2 separate regions of the Mus musculus genome follow, and region 1 is linked to region 2. A link is a contact called in public HiChIP or PLAC-seq data. All regions are on one chromosome and are shown on one strand. Each heading gives the region's core, a stretch centred on a gene start, on an enhancer-like site or on the middle of the called end of the contact. The rest is flanking DNA. Distances are from core to core; before and after follow the strand shown. Region 1 overlaps LOC115488130 (zinc finger protein 120-like). Region 2 holds the start of Zfp72 (zinc finger protein 72).

Region 1 (4,364 bases), core at 1,268-3,767, 40 kb after region 2:
TGCATTTCCCTGATGATTAAGGATGTTGAACATTTTTTTTCAGGTGCTTCTCAGCCATTTGGTATTCCTCAGTTGAGAATTCTTTGTTTAGCTCTGAACCCCATTTTTAATGGGGTTATTTGAATTTCTGGAGTCCAGCTTCTTGAGCTTTTTGTATATATTGGATATTAGTCCCCTATCAGATTTAGGATTGGTAAAGATCCTTTCCCAATCTGTTGGTGGCCTTATTGACAGTGTCTTTTGCCTTTCAGAAGCTTTGCAATTTTATGAGGTCCCATTTGTCCATTCTTGATCTTACAGCACAAGCCATTGCTGTTCTGTTTAGGAATTTTTCCCCTGTGCCCATATCTTCGAGGCTTTTCCCTACTTTCTCCTCTATTAATTTCAGTCCACCATGTGCACTCACCACATTTAAACATTTGAAATCTTGGGTCATTTCTAGGTGTCTAGTGGTAGCTTCTCCTATTACAGTCATATCAGGTGAACAAGATCCAACATCAGCTGTATATCTAATCCACTCATGTATAGATACTGACCTTGCCTGCAGTGGTCTGATTATTTCCCTGCATTTAGCATTTACATTTTCAAAGGTTAAAGCACAATTATTGCCTTTCTTGCTGCTGAATCTGATATACTCCTTTTCACAGCTGATGTTAGCCTTTGTAAAAAAAAAAAAAAAATCAGGGAAGATTTCTTTTGGACCTTGTATGACTTAATGGTTCAACTCTTCCCTGATTCTGCGACACTGTTCCAGTTCTTTAAGGCTGACAATCAACACAATGCCAGAGTTTCTTCATCATATACAACCTGTACCTCTATCTCAGAGCAGTTGGTCTGTGGAAATCTCTCTACCCCTGGTTCTAGTTTGTCGTATTATCTCCCTCACCACGTCTCTCCATCATGTGCACCACTGTAAATTTGTAGCAGGTTCTAATATGTCTCTTGCCATATCTTTCCAGTCTTGGAGGATTATCCTACTTTTAACAGCCTAAGAAGTCAGGATTTGTTTTACAAATGGCAAATGCACTCCAAAATTATTGATATTTTCCTTCAATTTTTTCAGTTCTAACATATCCACGGGTTGCCATTCAAATTCCTAATAGCCCTGTAGATAATCATCATCTGTTTGGTCCTTGTTGTATATTAACCAGATAGACTAAAGTTTGTTTTCTAATAACCTTTGTTTGGCTTTCTCTAATTTTATCTTCTGTCTCTAAACTGAGTATTTTCCTTAATTGAAATTTTAAATTCCCCCCTTAATGTCTGTGTCCACGCTTCTTATCTCTTCTGTTGTTGCTCTTCCTGTTCCTTGAGTTCCTGTGTTCTCTGTTGAAGGTTCTGCCTCCACATTTTGACTTTTTCTTTATATTGCAATTCTGATAGTCTGCTGTCCATTTTGTTTTGATTGATTCATTTTAAAAGGTTTATTCTCCAAGTCTTGCTCCCAATCATTATTTTCTCTCTGCTGCTCAGTCTGATTTGTGCGCTGCTGCATCCTTGCTTCTAGCATATTTTCCACCTCTAGTCTCCCACCTTCATTTTCATGTTTCTGTCTCTTATTCTGATCTACAATTTCCTGTGTCTTCAATTCTAGTGTTTCCTCTAGGCCACATTGCCACGTCTTAAGCTTCTCTTTCTGTTGTTCATGCTGTTCTATAATTCCTGTGTCTTCTGTTCTAAGCCCTGCTTCTCTTTATGTTGTAATTCTAATATTGCAGCATCTGCCTTATTTTGATTTGCTAGCTTTAGTAAATTATTCACTAGACTTTGTTTCTTTTGCCCAATAAAATCCTCAATCTTTAGTTGTAGTGTTACTTGTAATCTCTTTTCTAAGACAAGGAATTTTTTTCTAAGGTTCTGTTTTTTAGAAGACATAGTAAATTAAGAGAATATGGCAATACCAGTAAATAATAAGGTCTGTATTTCCTTTAAATCCATCCCTGTCAAACCATTCAAAATATCATTACGAAAAGCCCAAAAGATATTTATTGTCTTTTTTTTAAGGATTTATTTATTATATCTAAGTATATGGTAGCTGTCTTCAGGCATAGCAGAAGAGGCCATCAGATCTCATTATGGATGGTTGTTGGGATTTGAACTCAGGACCTTTGGAAGAGCAGTCAGTGCTCTTAACCGCTGAGCATTCTCTCCAGCCCATGTTTCTCATCTTTAAGTATCAATTTATTCCCTTGTCCAGAGCCCTTTGTACCTTTGTATCCTGATTCTTGTATTTACAAGGAGGGGCTGAGTGTAGAAAGACCCGCATCTTCTGTGTCCCTGTTTGGGTTGCAGCTGGCAGTGTGTGCTTGTGTGCTGATCTCAGGCAACCCACAGTGCAAGCAAGCAGTCTGGAGATCCAGTCTGGCTGTCCTAGATATGGAGTGGGGCTTGGGGGGTGGAGGTACAGGGAAGCGAACACAGAAAAGACTCTCCTGGGCAGATGCCCAGATCAGTTCACTGTGTCTGCCTGAAAACTACCTCTCAGGCAGTTGTGTTCCAGCGTCACCTGTCCCTCCTTGCAATTCTTACACAGCACTGCTCAAGCCCAGCTTCAGGCTGGGGTGCTGCCCCTGGCTGTTCTCTGTAGGCCCCTCAAACCCAGTCGGCTTTCAATAAACACTGCTGCAGCCTAGATCACTGCCCAAGCCATATTTGAGGTTGAGGGGCAGTGGTCTTTTATCTCCGGTGAGTTGAGTTCTAATCAATATGTTGGGCACTATTTTGTTGCGGTAAATCTCTAACCCAAATAAGCCCGGATGAAGAAAACACAACTCAATTAATATGAATACAAGCTGCATGCCTATATTGGGCACATCTACCACTACACTACCATCTTCCCCATCTATGAGATCCCTTCTACCTTGCAGTTTCTCCGAGCCACATGCTTCGGCTCCACTTTCCTTCCACCCGCTCCTCCATTGCCCTCTCTTCTCCTCCTTCTCTCTCAACCTTACAGCTCTACCTTCCCTTCTCCTGCCCAGTCACTGGCTCTAGCTTTTATTTTACAAATTAAGGGAGAAGGTTCACAAGAAGTCACCTGAGAGTAATTCCTTGCTTGTTCACACCTCCTCCCAGAAGAACGGAATTAGCATCAAAATACAAGCAACACCAGGGCTATCCACAACAGATATCAACTAAAATTAGTTGAAACAGTGTTGTATGGTTATACTTGAGGTAAATGGCATGTAAATAGTGTATGTATCTGATGCATTTGGACATATTACCTGTATCCATACAACATCATTACCTACAACAAAACCAGGAAACCATGTTCTCTATACATTCTTATTCTACCGTGTTTATATGTGTCTACAGTATACAGAATTCTCATAAAATGACAAAATTGCCAGGAATTCCAGAAATCACCTCCATACATTTTCCATGCACTTGAAATTAATTTTTTAAAAAGATTTATTTATTTATTATATGTAAGTACACTGTAGCTGCCTTCAGACACGACACACCAGAAGAGGGCGTCAGATCTTGTTACGGATGGTTGTGAGCCACCATGTGGTTGCTGGGATTTGAACTCCGGACCTTTGGAAGAGCAGTTGGGTACTCTTACCCACTGAGCCATCTCACCAGCCCCTGAAATTAATTTTTAAGAAGAATCAGAATTCTCATGCTTGTTACAGTTAGATTCATGGTGGCATAAAATATAAAATAACCTAACTTCTCATTAGTAGATGACAAGCTGGGTGCTTCAGGAGGCCACTGAGCTCAATGAACGAAGACAATAGCAATGGATGACAGGTGACTCATTTTCATTTTCTTCTTATCAAATAACCAAGCTTACTTAGATGGTGACCCTTTTATTTTTGCTTTGGAGAATGGATTTAGACATTTAACATTTTTATGTATCACTTTGTATATGTTTCATATAAAATTAATGTAGCAATATTGTATAAAGTTACATATGTATTTTTATTTTTTATATAGTTGTTTAACAGAGTTTAGTTTTCATTAAAGAGAAGCAAGACAACTCCTTTGGAATTAAGTAAGCAGGAAAATGTAATTCCTCAATGCAAAGTCGTGAGAACTAATACAAGATAATAAAGTGACCTGGGCTTGTTTCCTGCATGATACAGATTTCACATTGCAAAGAGCAAAACTTCTGATTTAACACATGTAGACAGGGTCCAAAGATGAGCTTGTCATGAACTCCTGTGTGATGCTCAGGTTCTAAAGACACAGAATGAGAACTGTATCTGTCAAAGTCATTCCTTCTTAACCATAGGAAGAACCTTAACGATAGTAAGTACATTCAAAAGGTTTCTCTCCAGTACATATTCTTTTGTTTGTTGGTTTGTTTTTTGTTTTTGTTTTTGGTTGTTTGAGACAGGGTTTCTCTATATAGCCCAGGC
Region 2 (5,081 bases), core at 268-2,767:
GTTTATATAATCCACAAAAATATTGGTATTTAAGATAAGGTGGTTAAAAGCACATACGTGTTCTAAGCAGAGTTTAATGCTATAAAAAACGCTCATAACAAATGAACATGGTGTGACTTAATTAAAAGTGGCAAAATAGTAAAAACCAGAACAAGACATTAGGAGTTTAGTATCTACAAATCTTGAGGCCCTGAGCAAGTCAGATCTCTTTGAATCGATTTTTCACCTTTCAGACAAAGTATAAATATATTGGCACATCTTCCCAGGAAGAACTGTCATGCACACGGAGCATCAGTGCATTAGATGCCACATGAAGTGATAGAGTGAGAGCTTAGACTCTGTAGATAACGTGGATAGATGGAAGAAAAGAAATTGAGTATAGATAGTATAGACCGGGTTTATCAGGTATGTCAGGTGATGCGCCTGTGCCCTCCTTAGTCTCCTCTTGAACTTTAGTAAATAATCCCTAAGATTATGCACAACACAACTCTCCTGAAAACCGCTCCAAAGCTTCCAACACCACACAGCCCCTGATAGGTATTTGTTTTAACTCTAGAGCGTAGGACCTTTAAAAAAAAAAAAAAAGATTTATTTTATTTATAGGAGTACTGTAGCTATCTTCAGACACACCAGAAGAGGGCGTCATATCCCATTACAGATGGTTGTGAGCCACCATGTGGTTGGTGGGAATTGAACTCGGGACCTCTGGAAGAACAGTCAGTGCTCTTAATCTCTGAGCCATCAACGATTGACTGGACTAAGCAAATCTAAGATGGTCCTCTCTCTGGGATTTTTATCTCTATATGGAAGTGTTGCTTTGAAGGTTCATGTCAGGTTATTTAACCTCCAAGGGGTCCCTTTTAAAATCTGTAATGATTTATTCCACAGAAAACGGAATGACTTTCCAATATATCAACTTCCCCCACAGAACTCTGCCCCCCGCCCCGAAACTGTTTTTTATAAACTGTTAAAGAGTACTAGGCGGGCTAGAGACCACACTTGGTTAAATATGACAAAAATCCCACAACAGTCATGTAAGTCTCATTAAGCTGGTAACACGATCTTTCAATAGCAAACCTTTATACACCTCCCAAGATCAGGTGGTCAGCTAACAGAGCCCCATGAATGATTTGAGAGGTAGGGGTGGGGCAATCCCGGACTCTACCCGAGCCATCTTAAAAGCACATGGAAGACAACTGGCAGCACACTACATTGTAATAGAGTGAACATTGAAAGAACTGTTTCAACCATCCTCTCTCCATCCTGACCCGGTAACCCAGCCTAGGTCGCAAAAACCTTCAGAACAAGTTCTATCTGATTTAGATCCACCCACGTCTCCCTCCCTGTCCAACCTGCAGAATGCCTCCGGCTTGTAGGACTCCTCTCTCCTCGCTGGGAGCTACCTTCAAGATCAAATAATCCAAACCCAAGTTTGTAGACTAGCGAACGGTACATCCACAGGACCGAACTCTAGGGAATATCCTTGCGACCTAGGTGCACACAAGGAATGCCAAAGCTGCGTTTCCAGGGCCCTTGCTTGTGACGTCACACCATGCGAGACTACATTTCCCACAAGTCTGTGAGAGGAAATTTTAGAAACTCATGAAAGGATTTGAGTATTTCCTGGTTTTTTAGCTCTGCTTTCTGAGATTGAGGATGTCATTAAAGCAACCAGTCACCAAGCACTGAGTAACTACAGATAAATATCATGTTCTTTTTTAATTTGTAGAACTACAAAATGAATTCATTGAGATGTCTGAATGTGATTAAACCCTTTCTTATTTATTCATTTTACCTACTATTTCTGGTTATTGTAGCTTAAAACCATATGCCTACTTATAGATGCTTATTGTAGCATGGAAAATTAACATAATCATCTAGATTTTTCTTGAAGATACTTACTAAACAAACAATAAACCAAAGTCCCACTCTGGCTTCCTGCCCACACGATAATTAGGTATAGTAGTATGACCAATTAACCCTTTCCACCTGACCCCTAAATTCCCTTTTATACCCTATTGGTGAAACAATGAAGTTGACCTGACACACTTCACTGGTCTCAGGAGATCATTCTATAATACAACCATCTCTAGCCTGTCTGCCATGGTTTACTCCTTTTGTCTTCACTGGTGGCTAACAACCACCCAAGGAGAAAGAAGACCCACATTAAGGCTATCGTCCTCAGTGGTTCACTAGGAAAAAAGTTGCTTCCTTTTTCTGAGATTTTTTTGTTCCTGTTGTTATTTACATTTCAAATGTTATCCCCACCACCCAGTTTCCACTCCGCAAACCCCCTATCCCATCCCCCATTGCTTCCATGAGGGTGCTCGCCCACCCAGCCACCCTAGCATTCCCCTATGCTTAGACATCGATCTTCCACAGGACCAACGGCCTCTCCTCCAATTGATGCCTGATAAGCTACATATGGAACTTGGAGCCATGGGTCCCTATATATGTACTCATTGATAGGTGGATTAGCCCCTGGGAGCTCTGGCAGGTCTGCTTGGTTGATATTGTTGTTCTTCCTATGGGGTTGCAAACCCCTTCAGCTCCTTCAGTACTTCCTCCAACTCCTTCATTGGGGTCCCTGTGTTCAGTCAGATATTTGGCTGCAGGCATCCCCATCTGTATTGGTCAGACTTTGGCAGGGCCTCTCAGGGGACTGCTATACCAGGCTCTTGTCAGCAAGCTCTTCTTGGCATCTGCAATGGTGTCTGGGTTTGGTGTCTGTAAATGGGATGGATACCTAGGTGGAGGAGTTTCTGGATGGCCTTTCCTTCAGTCTCTGCTCCACTCTTTGTCCCTCATTTCCTTTAGACAGGAGCAATTCTGTGTTAATATTTTTGAAATGGGTGTATAGCACCATCCCTCAACTGGGGACCTACACTAACTACTGGATATGGAATCTATAGGTTCTATCTCCTCTTTTTGGGGTATTTCAGCTAATGTCATCACTGTTGGGTCTTGGGAACATCTTGCATCCCTAGGATCTGGGACTGTCTAACAGCTACCCCAGTTCCCCATCTCCCAGTGATACACACCTCAGTTCAAATTCTTGACCCTCTTCACTTCTTCCCCCCATCTCCTCCCACAGTGATTCTGCCCCCACTTTCCCTCCCCCTCCTCTCTCCCTTCCAGCTCCCTCCTTCCCTCTCCCTTGATTAGTGATTATTTTGTTTCCTCTTCTAAGTAGGACTGAAGCATCCATACTTTGGTCTTCCTTCTTCTTGGGCTTCATGTGGTCTGTGAGTAGTATCATGGGTATTCTGAGCTTTTTGGATAACATCCACTTATCAGTGAGTACATACCATATGTGTTCTTTTGTGACTGGGTTACCTCACTCAGGAAGATATTTTGTAGTTCCATACATGTGCCTAAGAATTTCATGAAGTTATTGTTTTTAACAGATGAGTAGTACTCTATTGTATAAATGTACCACATTTTCTGTATCCATCCCTCTGTTGAGAGACATCTGGGTTGTTTCCACCTTCTGGATATTATAAATAAGGCTGCTATGGACATAGTGGAGCATGTGTCCTTGTTATATGTTGGAGAATCTTTTGGGATATTCCCAAGAGTGGTTTAGTTGGGTCCTAAGGTAAAACTATTTCCAATTTTCTGGGGAACCACCAGACTGATTTCCAGAGTGGCTGTACCAGCTTGTGATCTCACCAGCAATGGAATGTTCCTCTTTCTCCACATCCTCACCAGCATCTGCTGTCACCTCAGTTTTTGATCTTAGCCATTTGGACTGGTGTGAGGTAGAATCTCAGGGTAGTTTTGATTTGCATTTCCCTGATGACTAAGGATGTTGAACTTTTTGGGGGGGGGGGGGGTTCGAGACAGGGTTTCTCTGTGTAGCCCTGGCTGTCTTGAAACTCACTTTGTAGACCAGGCTGGCCTCGAACTCAGAAATCCACCTGCCTCTGCCTCCCAAGTGCTGGGATTAAAGGCGTGGGCTACCATGCCTGGCTGTGGAACATTTTTTAAAGGTGCTTCTCAGCCATTCGAGATTCCTCAGCTGAGAATTTTTGTTTAGATTTGTACCCCATTTTTTAATAGGGCTATTTGGTTCTCTGGAGTCTGACTTCTTGAGTTCTTTGTATATATTGGATGTTAGCTCTCTATCGGATGAAGGGTTGGTAAAGATCTTTTCCCAATCTATAGGTTGCCCTTTTGTCCTATTGAGTGTCCTTTGCCTTACAGAAGCTTTTTAATTTTATGAGTTCCCATTTGTCTATAGTTTATCTTAGGGCCTGAGCCATTGGTGTTCTGTTCAGGAATTTTTCCACTGTGCTGATGTGTTCAAGGCTCTTTCCCACTTTCTCTTCTATTAGATTCAGTGTATCTGGTTTTATGTGGAGGCCCTTGATCCACCTGGACTTGAGCTTTGTACAAGGAGCTAAGAATGGATCAATTTGCATCTTCTACATACCAACTGTCACTTGAACCAGTATCATTTGTTGAATATGCTGTCTTTTTTTTTTTTTTTTTTTTTTTTTTTTGCACTGGATGGCCTTGGCTTCTTTGTCAAAGATCAGGTGACATAGGTGTGTGGGATTACTTCTGGGTCTTCAATTCTATTCCATTGATTTACCTGTCTGTCTCTGTACCAATACTATGTGGGTTGGTTTTGTTGTTGTTGTTGTTTTTTTTTTTTTTTTTTTTTGTTTTTTTTTTTTAAATCACTGTTGCTTTGTTGTACAGCTTGAGGCCAGGGATGGTGATTCCCCCAGAAGTTCTCTTATTGTTGAGAATAGTTTTCACTATCCTGGGTGTTTTGTTATTCCAGATGAATTTGAAAATTGTTCTTTCTATCTCTGTGAACAACTAAGCTGGAATTTTGATGGGGATTGCATAGAATCTATAGATTGCTTTTGGTAAGGTGACCGTTAATCCTGCCGATCTAAGAGCACAGGGGATCTTTCCATCTTCTGAGGTCTTCTTCTATTTCTTTCTTCAAAGACTTGAAGTTCTTGTCATATAGATCTTTCACTTGCTTGGTTAGAGTCATACCAAAATATTTAATATTATTTGTTACTATCATAAAGGGTGTCATTTCCCTAAATTCTTTCTCAGCC

What was found. HiChIP or PLAC-seq counts read pairs in DNA pulled down with a chosen protein or histone mark.
Region 1: a contact with region 2 is called in an H3K27ac HiChIP or PLAC-seq map of embryonic stem cells, with 7 read pairs. The contact joins the enhancer-like site here to the promoter of Zfp72 in region 2. A contact is called at or near these places in 1 of 39 promoter capture datasets (hematopoietic stem and progenitor cells), 7 of 484 Hi-C or Micro-C datasets (the STO cell line, embryonic limb bud, embryonic stem cells and 3 more), 6 of 115 datasets of contacts at active chromatin or transcription factors (the SCID.adh cell line, embryonic stem cells and stem cell-derived neural progenitor cells) and 3 of 9 other capture datasets (adipose tissue, liver and pancreatic islet).

Annotation. Positions count from the first base shown.
Region 1 is chr13:74,428,319-74,432,682 of GRCm38.p6, forward strand. It overlaps LOC115488130 (zinc finger protein 120-like), which reads right to left. Exons shown (of 2, transcript XM_030247499.1): 2 at 3,940-4,364. It overlaps E430024I08Rik (a long non-coding RNA gene), which reads right to left. Exons shown (of 8, transcript XR_003950546.1): 8 at 3,906-4,364. Among named protein-coding and RNA genes, the nearest start is that of Gm41004, 14 kb to the left of the region's middle. Within about 2 kb of position 2,518, at least 2 of the 459 cell types and tissues checked have an H3K27ac peak or open chromatin away from gene starts, as enhancers often do. A contact at or near this core is called in embryonic stem cells, where this site is marked.
Region 2 is chr13:74,389,312-74,394,392 of GRCm38.p6, forward strand. It overlaps Zfp72 (zinc finger protein 72), which reads right to left and starts at 1,518. Exons shown (of 5, transcript NM_001374038.1): 1 at 1,353-1,518.